Linked DNA regions of Neogale vison: region 1 is linked to region 2. Evidence: chromatin contacts called from public Hi-C data. All regions are on one chromosome and are shown on one strand. The core of a region is the stretch at or near the end of the contact, and the rest is flanking DNA. Distances in the headings are between cores, read along the strand shown.

Region 1 (6,918 bases), core at 1,907-4,406, 310 kb after region 2:
AATATTAGGCTGAATAAGAAACCACTTCTAGGGCAACACACATTTCTAAACATTTGGGATGTGTAGCAAATACTTTTTTTTAAAAAATTTATTTGACAGAGAGAAATCACAAGTAGATGGAGAGGCAGGCAGAGAGAGAGAGAAGGAAGCAGGCTCCCTGCTGAGCAGAGAGCGCGATGCGGGACTCGATCCCAGGACCCCAAGATCATGACCTGAGCCGAAGGCAGCGGCTTAACCCACTGAGCCACCCAGGCGCCCAACAAATACTTTTTTTAAAACATTCATGGGGGCTTAAGTGGGTAGGAGAAGAATCCATGAAACAAGATGGGATAGGGAGGGAGACAAACCATAAGTGACTCTTAATCTCACGAAACAAACTGTGGGTTGCTGGGGGGAGGGGGGTTGGGAGAAGGGGGGTAGGGTTATGGACATTGGGGAGGGTATGTGCTTTTGGGTAAATTGGAAGGGGAGATGAACCATGAGAGACTATGGACTCTGAAAAACAATCTGAGGGGTTTGAAGTGGTGGGGGGGTGGGAGGTTGGGGTACCAGGTGGTGGGTATTATAGAGGGCACAGCTTGCATGGAGCACTGGGTGTGGTGAAAAAAATAATGAATACTGTTTTTCTGAAAATAAATAAATTGGAAAAAAAAAAGGAAAAAAAAAACATTCGTGACTAAACTGGTAAAAATTTAAAAAAATAAACTGGTAAAAGTCAAAGAACTCCTTGTAGGACAGAAATGTCAATCAAACAATCAAACATTCTAAAAGAGTAGGTGAAGCATTAAAACCAAAGTTTACCATAGTGATGTCTGCTGATTCCTGGTGGTGTAGTGTGTATTTTAATGGATTATGTATTCTGGGCGATAGAAGTCTGGGACTCCCAACAGGTGAGAGGTAAGATCTAAAAAATACAAAGCTAAAACCCAAGAAGGGCAGAACTCTAAGTAAAGCAGAGAAATAACTGATCTGCAGATTGAGATGGTAAGGCCGGAAGCTCGTCCAAATCTATCTAGTGTCATTTTACTACTTCTCTATTTTTAAAAAACTTTGACCCAGAGATTCAGTTTAAATTGGCCCAGAATTGGTATGTCTCTCAGGTAACTGGAGGAAATACATCCACGTATTTTTCTTCTGGAAGATTTTGTTTATTTGTTTTATTTATTTTTTAAGTAAACCCTTACTTTTAAGTAAACACAATGGAGCTCAAACTCATGACTGGGAGATCAAGAGTCACATATTCTACCAATTGTGCCAATCAGACACCCCTCTGAAAGATTTTTAACTCAGACCTTGAAGAATTACCACATGTAAAATCCCAAGGAACACAAGCTCAGACACAATTAAAAGATGGGAAATACTTCTGGTGTATTAGTATTAATTATTACAATACCTGTTAGTGTAACAAAATTTTTAAAAAATTTTGAAAAGTAGCTTTCTTTTCTCAATTTTTCTGAGTTTCTTTCTTTCTTTCTTTTTTTTTTTAAGTTAGAAACATGTTGAATGTTTGAAATAAACTGGAAATTTGGAAATATTCTCTAGACTTTTTACTAGGATGACATAAACTTCTCCTTACATTTCCTTTCTAATTATTTTCCTCATCTGATCATAGTTCACGTAATAAAAATAGTGTGAGATTTGTGAGAGTTTTTTTGTTTGTTTATTATTTTCCCTTAAAACGCTGGATTTACAATGGAAGCAATATTAGGATGTTTAAGTATCACTTTCTTTTATTATGTGGAGGGCACTATTCTTTTTTTTTTTTTTTTTAAGATTTTATTTATTTATTTATTTGACACAGAGATCACAAGTAGGCAGAGAGGCAGGCAGAGAGAGGGGTAAACAGGCTCCCTGCTGAGCAGAGAGCCCCATGAGGGGCTTGATGCAAAGCTCTATCCAAGGACGCTGGGATCATGACCTGAGCCAAAGCCAAAGGCGCCACCCAGGCGCCCAGTGGAGGGCACTCTTCTAAGCACTCTACACACATTGACCTTTTTTAGTACTCGTAATAACCAGTTTTTTAAAAAAATTATTATCCCTATCATATACATGCAAAAAAGGAAGCCCAAAGAGGTTAAGCAAGTTGCCCAAAACCACAGCTATTAAGTCTTCAAACCTAGACTGCTGGCTCCTGAATTTCACTCTTGGCCTCTATGCTATACAGCATCTCAGGAAGTTCTTCCATGACTACAATGTAAATTAGGAGTCCTTCCGCTTCTTTGATAGCACTGTTCATTTTTGCCTGAACGTTAGTACAATTTAAAATTTTTAATTAATTTGTCTGTCTCCTTCTCTACTCTTTTTCTCTTTGAGAGCAGAAACCATTTCATGCCATATTCCTGCCATTTACCCAGATGGCTGGTACACAGAAGGTGCTCAATAAATGGTTGAGTGAACGAACGCAGGGCACTAGCATAAAAGAGAACGAGGTGAACCATGAGAGACTATGGACTCTGAAGAACAATCTGAGGGGTTTGAAGGGGCGGGGGGGTGGGAGGTCGGGGTACCAGGTGGTGGGTATTACAGAGGGCACGGATTGCATGGAGCACTGGGTGTGGTGCAAAAATAATGAGTACTGTTATGCTGAAAATAAATAAAAAATAAACAAAAAAAAAAAAAAAGAGAGAAGGAAGAAAAATGTTTCCTTCATGGAGTAACGTCTCCATCTTGTGGAATTTTAGAATATTGCCATTCAGCACATTTTAAAAATAAGATCAGGTTTTCACAGAATGGATTCTCAAATGCTATTTCCCAGACTTGTACTATATGTACTTGCACGCATAATCTATAATAAATTTTTAATACCAATTTGTTAAGAAGAGTTACTTCCCTGAGCTACCAATTACGGGCAACCCATGAAGTTAGCAAATCTTGCTATTCACGCAAGAAATGGACAAAAAGAAAGGCTTAGGCCAGGCTGATTATAAATGCAGTTTATGCATACAGAGTCGTTCCCTCCGTCCTCAACCCTTTATCTAGGTGCGGCTCGTTTTCTCTAACGCTAACCTCCAAATGTGGTCGAAGGTTGGAGGTCGAAGACACCGGTGGAGCCGCTCTTTCCCCACGATTCTATGATTCTCGGGTTACTCTCACCACTGAAAACTCTATGGTTCCGGGGCGGGCTGGGAGGCCAGAGTTTGAAGGCCGAGGCGGGAAGATGGTGGCTGCACCTGTCACCAGGCACGGTTTCTCCGGAGCGGGAGGACGCTGGCACTGTGGCTTTCCCTGAATCGCAGAGAAGAATTCGCGATGAATCTTCCGCGCTGGAGTGGGAAACGGCGGCGTTCAGCATCAAGCTCGGACTCCTTCTCGGGAAGTGGCGGGGACGGCAGTGACAGCCTCCTGCTTCACTCGGGGCCCGTGTTGAGTCCTCCCCCGGGCCTGGGATGCTGCTTGAAGGACCGCGGCCGCCCGCCGGCCGCAGCTGCAGGTACTCCCAGGCACTCGGGGGTCCGCGGGCGAGGTGGGCGGCCCAGTGTGGGGAGGTGTAGTTTCAGCACAGAGTGTGTGTGTTTGCACAGCCCACTGAACTTCTACTCCCCTTCTCAGTCTGTGACTCTGGCCTAGCGTGGCAGGTCACTTTCTGTTAGGTCATGGACGTGCGGATTGGGCGACAGCCTGGTAGTAATATTCAACTGGTTTGTGAGTCTTTCGACCTTTGCAGAAACAACTTTCTAGTTGGCCAAATCTAATCACCTATCGGAGGCTCACGCCTCATAGTGCCCAGTACGCCATACAGAGCCTTGTACTGGAAGTGCTTTATGTTTGCATATGCTTTATATAGCCTCAGTGCAACACAAGAACTCCAAAACACAGTGGAAGTCTACCGAAGTCATATGTTAGAATTAGGTTCAACTACTAATTTTTTTTTTTTTTTTTTTCCTGAAAGGGGAATGCAAGCAGACAATTCCTGACGATCAAATAGACAAGTTGCTGTTGGCAAACTGGGGACTTCCTGTAGCGGTTCTGGAGAAATATCACAGTTTGGGTGTAAAAAAGATGTTTGAATGGCAGGCAGAGTGCCTTTTGCTGGGACAAGTCCTGGAAGGAAAGAATTTAGTCTATTCAGGTATTCAAATTTGTGCACATTAATTTCTGTACTACTTTATGACATGAATATGAAGGATACCGCTGAGGTAGTTATGAAGTAGTTTAAAAGGTAGTAGTTATGGGGTAGTTAAAAACTGAATGAAACAGTGATTTATAACTAGAGAAAGCCTTAAAATATGAAAAGTGGAGTCTCATCATATGCATATTTAAGTTATGCCAATGCCATTATGGTGAGGGTGGGGAGCAAAAAAGAAGACAGTTTAAAGAGAACTATTCTGCTTGGTTTTCCTCTCAACAAACATGTTCCAGGATGAAAGTGCAAGGGAAGTGTACATCTGTTCTTCCCCTGGTTGATCTCAGTTGCTTTACAGTGTGTGACCATTATACATTACATATTTATAAATTGACCATCTTGTACGGGGATGTATACACAAAACCATATGTAATTTACCAAGTAGAAGACTTACATAGGCTTTCAGGGGCAACTCTGACATTCATACTTTTTAACATTTTTACTCACTGACTTTAGACCTTATCATTTGATAAGATGTGCTTTCTTTGTGTCAGTTTTTTTGAAGTTGTGAGTCATCCAGAGTTTTCATTATGTCTTCGGCAGATAGTTCTTACTACTACTAATAAATTCAGGCTGTAGAGTCAGATTGGTTGGGTTTGAAAACTGTTACAGTTAATGCCTATGATAATTAATAGCTTATTAATAGAAAACATGAGAGAATGCTTAGAAGAGTTGTTGGCATATAGAAAGTACACCATAACTGGTAGTAGTGGTAGAATGGCCTGACCATTTCAACTCCTTAAACCAAAACTCGAGTGTCATTCATATTTCTGGTCACCAGCTTATATCAGTTAATCACTGTGTCCAGTGTGCATCTCAAATACCTTTTTCTTTTTTTTTTTTTTAAGATTTATTTATTTAAGAGAGAGAGAGAGAAAGAGAGAGAGCGCACACACATGAGAGCGTGAGTGTGCAGGGAGGGGCAGAAAGGGGAGAGGAGGAGAGAACAAGACTCCTCCCTGAGTGTGGAGCCAGACAGAGCCTCAGGCTCATGCCCCAAGATCATGCCCTGAGTGGAAATCTAGAGTCAAATACCCCACCGACTGAGCCACCCAAATGTTTTAATTCTGAGTACTCTTTCTTTTTAGGTACACTACCTAGTTCACTATCCTCTTTCTTGTAGACTATGCTCATCTTCTAGGTTATGCAATAGCCTTATAACTAGTTTATATTTTTTCTCAGGTTTTGTTCTGCTCTGCTCGCAAAGTGATCTTTATAAAGTACAAATATGATCTTAACATACTTTTTCCTAGAACTCACTAGTCACTCTATACTGCTTTCAGGATAAATTCTAAATTCCTTACATGGTGGGATTATAAAATTATTTTTCATGTGACTTGTTCATATCTCTTCTCTAACTCTTTCTGGTTTTATTTCAGGCTTACTAAATTACCATCCTTTGAACTTAGCAGGCTTAGCCTTTGCACATGCTGTTTCTTTTGCTTGGCATTCCTTTCCTCTTCCCTTCTCTTCTCCCAAGTTGTATTTCCTTTCCATAAACTTCATTATAGCTCTTCTCTCTCAACTTCTATCATGGTTTTTACCACAATATATTAAACTTGTTTATCTCCTTCCTCAAAGCAGGGCTTTTAATCATTCAGTATTTAAAGGAAAGGATCATTAGATACAAGCTAGGGACTCAGTATTTATCATTTATTGTTCATAAAAGGATTTGTTTAAGAATTCTCTGTTTTCAGTGTGAGGCTCTCTAGAGCACTGGTTTGAAGTCAGGGACATTTAAGTGAATAAAGTTTTCAGTTGCTAGTAGGGGCCTTAATGATAGGTTAGTCTAAGGCTCTGTAGTTACTGAATTTGGTTTAAAACACTTATTAATACACTATGTCAAATATTCTTTTTGTAATAACCTGTGGAATAACATGTTTTAGCTCCTACTAGTGCTGGGAAGACTCTTGTTGCTGAATTACTTATGTTGAAACGAGTTTTGGAAATGCGGAAGAAAGCTTTGTTTATTTTGCCCTTTGTCTCTGTGGCTAAAGAGAAGAAATACTATCTTCAGGTAATGTTCTTATACTAAGAACATTATTGTAATAAGATCTATTACTGGCAGCTGTGTTAACAAAAAAGTTTCTCTCGTTGCATCCCAAAGTAGCTTTAAAAGTTGGCCATTGATGAAGATAAACTTTTAAATTATTTATATAAAAGGAGAAAGGGTCATTAAATCAAAAGAGTAACTGAAAGTTGTGTTAAAATTTATAAACTTTTCTTTAGGAAGTAAACAGAATATTTCAATTAGCATATAAACATATAAATTAAAAAACAGCATTTTAACTGAATAGCAGGATTAGAATGAAGCATGGAAAGGAAAGAGTGTTTAAGGATGCATATCCTATCTTGAGGGCCATTTGGGAGTAGTTGGGGGAAGAAGATCCAGACCCATTGGTGCTTAGATAAAACTTCAGGCCTGTGGTTTGTTCTTCTGCAAAAATGAATAATAACATTTTTCATTAGTATGATACTCCCTGGTTTTTAAGGCATTTTTACAACTACAGTGTTGCATTAAATAAAATACATTTACTGTTGTGATTTCTGCAGTGAAAAAATGTGTTGGAATGGCAAGACTATTAAACTGGTAGTCCAAAAAAGCTGGGTTCTAGTCCCAGTTTTGCCATTAACTATGTCTTCAGGCCAGGCACATAATCTCCTGGACCTTAGTATTTTCATTGGTAAAAAGGACTTTAACCCTAATATTATGGGTTAACTCAATAACGCTCAGAAACATTTTACTGAATGAACAGCTCTAAAGTTCTATGGTTCTATAAATCTTTTTAACAGTT
Region 2 (6,787 bases), core at 1,828-4,327:
ATTAGTGTACTTTCTAATGTTTGCTCACACCAAAACTTAATCACTTTTTGGGGAGTACTCCACTTGAAGCCTCAGACGATCTTCCTGCAGTCGCTGCCCGTCAGTTCATCATTTCGTGTCAGCAAAAAGTAGTGTCATTTATACACTTGGGAATTTCAATGTCTAGTTCCTTATCTAGATATAAATTGTAAAATTAGCATGAGCCCAAATTCAAAAGTTATTCTACTGTGTGCTGTTATTCAAACTCTTCCACCCAGTGTAGTATCTGTTGCTAAACATTTAGCTTATCATTTACAGACCATCCCATGTCTTCCCTACCACATGCCAGACTGTATTTTTGATAGGTTTTATTGCTAGGCCCTGGTAAATGCTTTTGTAAGTCTAAGTTAATTATATTCATCGGCATTCCTCATACACACACGGATATAACCCTTCAAGAATAATAGTGACTACTTTATTCTCTACCAAGCACCAACTACTGTGCTAGGTTGTTTATGCAATTTTATTTAATCCTTAAAAAATCTCTGAAATGTAGATATTATTGTTACCATTTTTGTACAAGAAAACTGAGGGTTTAGAGCGTGTTCCAAAATTTACATTACATACATAGGTGGTGGAGGCCAGAATTCATGTCCAGTTTTGTACAAATCCTCAGCACATTAGATAGGCATAATTACCCCTGTACATAAACATAGAATATTATTTTCTCCCAGATTATACTGACTCAATCTAGTGTTTGTTATAAATTAGGTCCACCTGAACGAAAGTAAGATTTCCTGTTTTATAGTTTCCGTCCCTTACTCTGAGTCTTTAAGAGTGAGGATCATATGGTCAATGAACCTGTCCTCAAGGATAATGATTGTTTTTGTTCAAATAAATCTAGAAAGATTCTGCCCGCTTCAACAAGAATAAAACTGAGGCTAAAACCTTTCTTATGTCTTCCACAGCACTAAGTATATTCAAACATACAGGTTTATTGTGATTGTTATTCCTATGGCTCTTTTGTCTATTTTTGTTGTTTTTTTTTTCATTTTTGTAGCTAGATCAACTGATTCTTGAGCTCTAAAGGCACAATTCCAGCATGCTGAAGCCCTTGCAAGGAGCTTTTCAAAGGCTATTTTATATTCTCTTCATTTAGGATTCATGTCCTTAAAAGAGAATATATACCCAAGTTATATGAAAATGTAACAATCAAACAAATGAATAAACTTTCATAATCTTAAACTTTATGATTTGAAAAATTATTAAAAAGGGCTACTGCAAATCTGAGAAAGAAGAGGAGAGAGGAGATACTATTTGCAACAAAGGGATGGAGAAACAAGGTAAAAGCTATATCATACTTTTGGAAAATGGGACTGAAAGAGAGAAACTGCATAGCCCGCACCAACTGTCTCACTGTGGTTAATGTTAGATGACAAATATGGCAAAGCAGAAAAAACAAAGGATGGGGTGCCTGGGTGGCTCAGTCAGTTAGGCAGTCAAGTCTTGATCTCAGGGTTGTAGGGGAAAAAAATGAAAACAAAATAAAAGGACCCTGTTGAAGATCGTCTGTTAACAATCATCTACCCTGTTTATTCTACCAACTGGATGTTAATTTAGCTTAACAAAACCCTTTTATAAAATGCAAATATATCCTTGGAGAGTTAAACCTATTGGTCTTTATACTTTTACCCTGAGTTACTATAATTAGATTGTCAATAATTTAACTATAAACTTTCAGAGTCTGTTGAGTTTTAAATTGGGTATTTTGATTTAAGCATGGAGCAGTTCAGATTAAAAACCATGAAGATCTCTGATAGTCTAAGCACTGACAAAGGTAGAATGGTGAGACACTCAGGAAGAACAAGGCAGGGAAAAGGAAGTGAAAAAATACCTACTTTACAATTTTGCCACATAAAAATAAGAGGTTATGATTCAAAGATCTTAGTTTCCTTTCTGCTCTATAATTCTGAGGGCTACTATGCAAAGAACGAAATGTTTTACATACCAAATCATAGTATGCTATATTTTCCTTCCTGGAATCTATACCATCCAACATTAAAATAAAAACTCCTTTTTCTAACTCAAGATAACAGAGGGTAATTTATCAAAACTAGTTCCAGAGGACAAAGGAAATCAAAAGGAGAAATCAAAGGGCAGTAAATAACTTTCTAAAAAAATGAGTAACACATCCTCAAGTATTTTGATAGTCAGTATTTGATCATTGTCTGAACGAAATTACGGGTCAAAAGAGATACAGATTACTGGAACGGTTCAGAATATCTACCCAGGAACACATGAAACAAGAACTCTAAACAGCCAGAGACAGAAAAAGTGAAGAAAAGAGGGAATATTTCCCTACCAGCCTCAAGGTATTCCTTTCCTCCGCATAATAATAGTTCGGTACTTTGCACCCTTCCATCTGTCACCTTACTATTTCCCTGTCCATAGCTGCATCATCTACCAGTCACGTCTGTCTCCACAGTCACCCCTGTAGGTCTCCTCCACAAAGTTTCCCTTTCTGCTTCTTGGTCTCACTCGAATCTCTCTGCCCAGGGTTTACCCACACCTGCTCAACTCCGGCTCCTTCCACGAAACCCTTGGGACTCCAGGCAGAGCAACGGATAGCGCTGGACACGCCATTCTCCAGCAGACTAAGGGGGTCTGTGGGAACACAACTCTAAGAGGTTTGTGCCTCCACACCCCCATATCCAGAGTTCCCTCTTACTCCCGGGGACCGTCCTCACTCACAGCGTACGGTGTGGAAGGCGCAGCGCGGCTGCTTCTCAAAAGTCTCGCCTAACTTGAGAACCCGCTCGCGACGGTCCATGTGCGAGAGTCCCGCTGCTCCATTCATCATTTTTCTCTGGCTGCGACTTTGCCTTGGCCACCTGCGCTGCCTCCCGTCTGCCACCTCATCCTGAAGCAGCTGCACTTGCCCTGGCCGGGACAGCCAGCAGACTCCGCCCCGCGCCTGACGAGCGCAGCCCCCTGGGCTCCTCTCGCGTGCTGACTGGCTGCCCGGAGGGGAGGCCCCGCCCCCTCGCTCTGAGGATCCTGGTCCCGCCTCCAGGCCCTTTCCCGCGTTGCGACGCACGCCGCCGTGACAAGGCCGCGCTTCTGAGGTGCTTGGTGGAAGCAGGGGCTCCTGGAGGAGAACGCGAAGAGAGGATGAGGTAACTCACCTCAGGTGGCGACTGGGGAAGAAGAGAATCTCGAGGTGCCGGGAAGCCAAGGCCACAGGGGTTCGGGGCCAAGCGTCCCGGCACATAGCCGCTCGTAGCGGGAGGATTTGCGCCCTTTCTGTGGAGATCTGTAGTAGAAACTGAGGCCCGGGGAGGAGCGAGAGCGGGGCACAAGGCCCGGTGTCTTGCCCAAGGCCTGGTACCGCCGAGGCTGGGTCCAGAATCCGGAGCGAAGGAGCTCGCGGCCTCGGAGTCTCGGACCTTGGACCTCACTGGAGGCGACGCCGTTACCTGGGCAATAGCCTTATGATCTTTTCCAGGGAAGTTCCTGGTGGTGTTGGGACAGGGGACCGGAAGGAAGGGGAGAAAAGATTCGGAGTTAGAAATTACAGATTTCGAATCAGTTGCAACCAGATTGCATTAGGTAGCCTTCTTTTATTTATTTCCTTCACAGTGATTCTTGGAGGCAGTAACAGGCACGGGCAGGAAGACGAAATTACCAAAAGATCAAGGCCCAAGTTCCTGCTGTGGCAAAGGGTAATAGCATTAATAATTGAAAAATAATTGTCTTTTTTTTTTTTTTCCTGTTTAAAGTTCACGAGTTTCATGGCAAAGATGAGGGAAGTGTTTTATTAGAGAAGAAGCATCCAACAAAAGTTTACAGATGGTTGTCGCAACCGGTGGTTGTTTTTCAGGGTAAGTATGTAATCAAACTCTACTCCCATGCTTTCTTAGCCAAATTCGTCTATTTATTGTTTTAGCCAAGGACATGCATATGTCTCCCTTACTGTATCTGCTTGTTTAAATTCTGCTTTTTAAATAAGTATTAAGATTGTTTAGTGTGGTAATTAAATGCTCAGGTTCTGGAGCCAGAATTTTTGTATTTCAACCCCAGCTTCCTACTTTACAGTGTGACTTCATGCAAACTAAAATATGCTCTTCATTAAAAAGGGGGGGGGGATAATAGTGCTTACTCCTTAGAGTTGTTGAGAGGATTAATTGAATTAATACATGAAAGGATTTAAAACAATTCACAGCACATAGTAAAATCTCTCCAAATGGTTGTCATTATTGATGTATAACTCCACTGTCTGGCAATATTTTAGAACCACTCTTGGTTTCTGCTTTCTTTTCTAAATCTTGAATTATTCTAAAAAGTAGGAATTGCTGTATTGTTTACAGATAAGAAAACTGGTTGAGAGAAACCCACTCCTCTGACTCTGTGGTTTGTTTTCTTATCATCTCTGTCATCTATTTGGCACTTAAAGTATTTTACATAATTAAGTATTTTATTTTACACTTGTGTATAAACATGCATGTATACTTTTTCTTTCCCAACCAGAACATGAACAATAGGGACTCTGTCCCATATAAAATTCTTATGACTGATGCATCTAACATAGTGCTCTACACACGTGTTTGGTGATAATAATGTTTCAGTGGTGTTGTATTATGTTAACTAGAGGGGAACAACAGTGTTTTAAGCCTATTTTACTTAAAAAAGACTTTCATTTAGAAATTTGAGGTTTACATATTGTAATAAAAAAGAAAGCAGAGAGTCAACAAATTGAGATACTATCTTACACCAGTTAGAATGGCAAAAATTTACAAGGCAGGAAGCAACAAATGTTGGAGAGAATATGGAGAAAGGGGAACCCTCTTAAACATTTGCTGGGAATGCAAGTTGGTAGAGCCACTTTGGAAAACAGTATGGAGGTTCCTCAAAAAGTTTAAAGTAGAGCTACTGTATGACGCAGCAATTGCACTACAGGATATTTACCCCAAAGATACAGTTTTGGTGAAAAGAAGGGGCATATGCACCCCCCAATGTTTGTAGCAGCAATGTCCTCAATAGCCAAACTGTGGAAGGAGCCGAGATGCCCTTCCACAGGCAAATGGCTAAAGAAGATGTCCATATATACAATGGAATATTATTCAGCCATCAGAAAGGATAAATACCCACCATTTGCATCGACATGGATGGAACTGGAGGGGATTATGCTAAGTGAAATAAGTAAGAGAAAGTCAATTATGTGGTTTCACTTACTTGTGGAGCATAAGGAATAGCATGGAGGAAATTAGGAGAAGGAAGGGAAAAATGAAGGGGCGTGGTGAAATTAGCAAGGGAAACAAACCATGAGAGACTATGGACTACTGGAAACTGAGGGTTTCAGAGGAAAGAGGAGTGGGGAAATGGGATAACCTGGTGATGGGTATTAAGCGGGGGCACATATTGCATGGAGCAGTGGGTGTTATATACAATCATGGAACACTACATCAAAAACTAATGATGTACTGTATGGTGACTAACACAACATAATTAAAAAAAAAAGTGAGTTTTGAAATGCCTGTAGAACATGGAGCACTGGGTGTTATATACAATGAATCATGAACGCTATGTCAAAAACTAATGATGTACTGTATGGTGACTAACATAACAGAATAAAAATTAAAAAAAAAGTAAGTTTTGAAATGCCCAAAGTTTGTACTTTTATTCCCTGCTTCAGCTTTTATTTATTAACTACCTACCAGGTATAGGTTAAGGCACTGGTCTAGCCCCTGGGTAAATGACAGTGAATCAAGAGATAAGAAGGCAGCAACCAAGGGTGATATGAGTTTTACTGTCATGAAACCTACTGGTATGAATTTTCACCAAACATGTATTAAAATGAACCAGGTTGTACCAGCCCTGAAATTAAAAAAAAAAAATTAGATTAATGAATTAAATAGAGTTCAAAGATGTACCCAAGTGACATTTCAGATTGCTTTGTTTATATCATTCATGACATATTACTTCAGAAATTTATGATAGCTGTATGCGTTTGTTCTTTTCTACAAATCTATAACCTCATCTAACTTAAAAAATATAGTTAGGTTTCTGTCATACACCATTCACGAATAAGTGTGTATTGAAAATATAAAGATATGTGAATGAAGATAGCACTAAAACTAACCATAAAAACACCAGAAAAAATCAAGAGACTGTATTTTAGATTTTAAGGTAGGGAGAACCTTTCTAAGAATGTCACCAAGGTAGATGTCATATAATAGAAGATTGTTACACTTGAGTATGTGGAAATTGTAAAATTGTGATAGAGACACTATATTTAATAAATGACAATGAGAAATTGTTTACAGCCAATATAAAAGGTAAAGTGTTCAGATCCATAACAAAAGCTGAAAGCTTCTACAGAAGAAACCAATATATAAATTGTTGAAGGATATGAATAGAAAATATATAAAAGAAGAAGCAGACAGGGAACATGAGATGTGCCTAATTTGTCTAATAATCAAAGCAATACAAATTAAAACAAGATGATGCCATTTTTCATCTAGCAGAAATGTAAAAGATAACAGTTTGTAATAAGGAAGGCTTAGTAAAATGAGCACCCTCATGTGTTGCTAGTGGAAATACAAATTGGAACACCCATTTGAACACCCATGTGGTTTAAATATATTTTGATGCACTCTTATAAAGGAAGCATAGCCTAATGCAGCCACTGGAAAGAGTGAGATAACTGTATCTACTCTCTTGGAAAGTTGTATGTCTACTATGCACCAGGAGTGACACCAGGAGCTGTGGTGGGCTTTCTTTGAAATATTTTCAGAAATTTTTTTTTAAG

Evidence for each region. Hi-C and Micro-C count contacts between places; a contact is called where the count stands out from the background.
Region 1: a Hi-C map of fibroblasts shows a contact between it and region 2, with 4 times the contacts expected there. The contact joins the promoter of POLQ here to the promoter of IQCB1 in region 2. A contact is called at or near these places in 2 of 3 Hi-C or Micro-C datasets (fibroblasts and muscle).

The regions. Positions count from the first base shown.
Region 1 is chr6:123,025,176-123,032,093 of ASM_NN_V1, forward strand. POLQ (DNA polymerase theta) reads left to right here and starts at 3,157. Exons shown (of 30, transcript XM_044252248.1): 1 at 3,157-3,430; 2 at 3,890-4,069; 3 at 6,010-6,140. The coding sequence starts at 3,250.
Region 2 is chr6:122,713,727-122,720,513 of ASM_NN_V1, forward strand. IQCB1 (IQ calmodulin-binding motif-containing protein 1) reads left to right here and starts at 3,078. Exons shown (of 13, transcript XM_044252241.1): 1 at 3,078-3,155; 2 at 3,759-3,860. EAF2 (ELL-associated factor 2) reads right to left here and starts at 2,936. Exons shown (of 6, transcript XM_044252242.1): 1 at 2,731-2,936. The coding sequence starts at 2,839.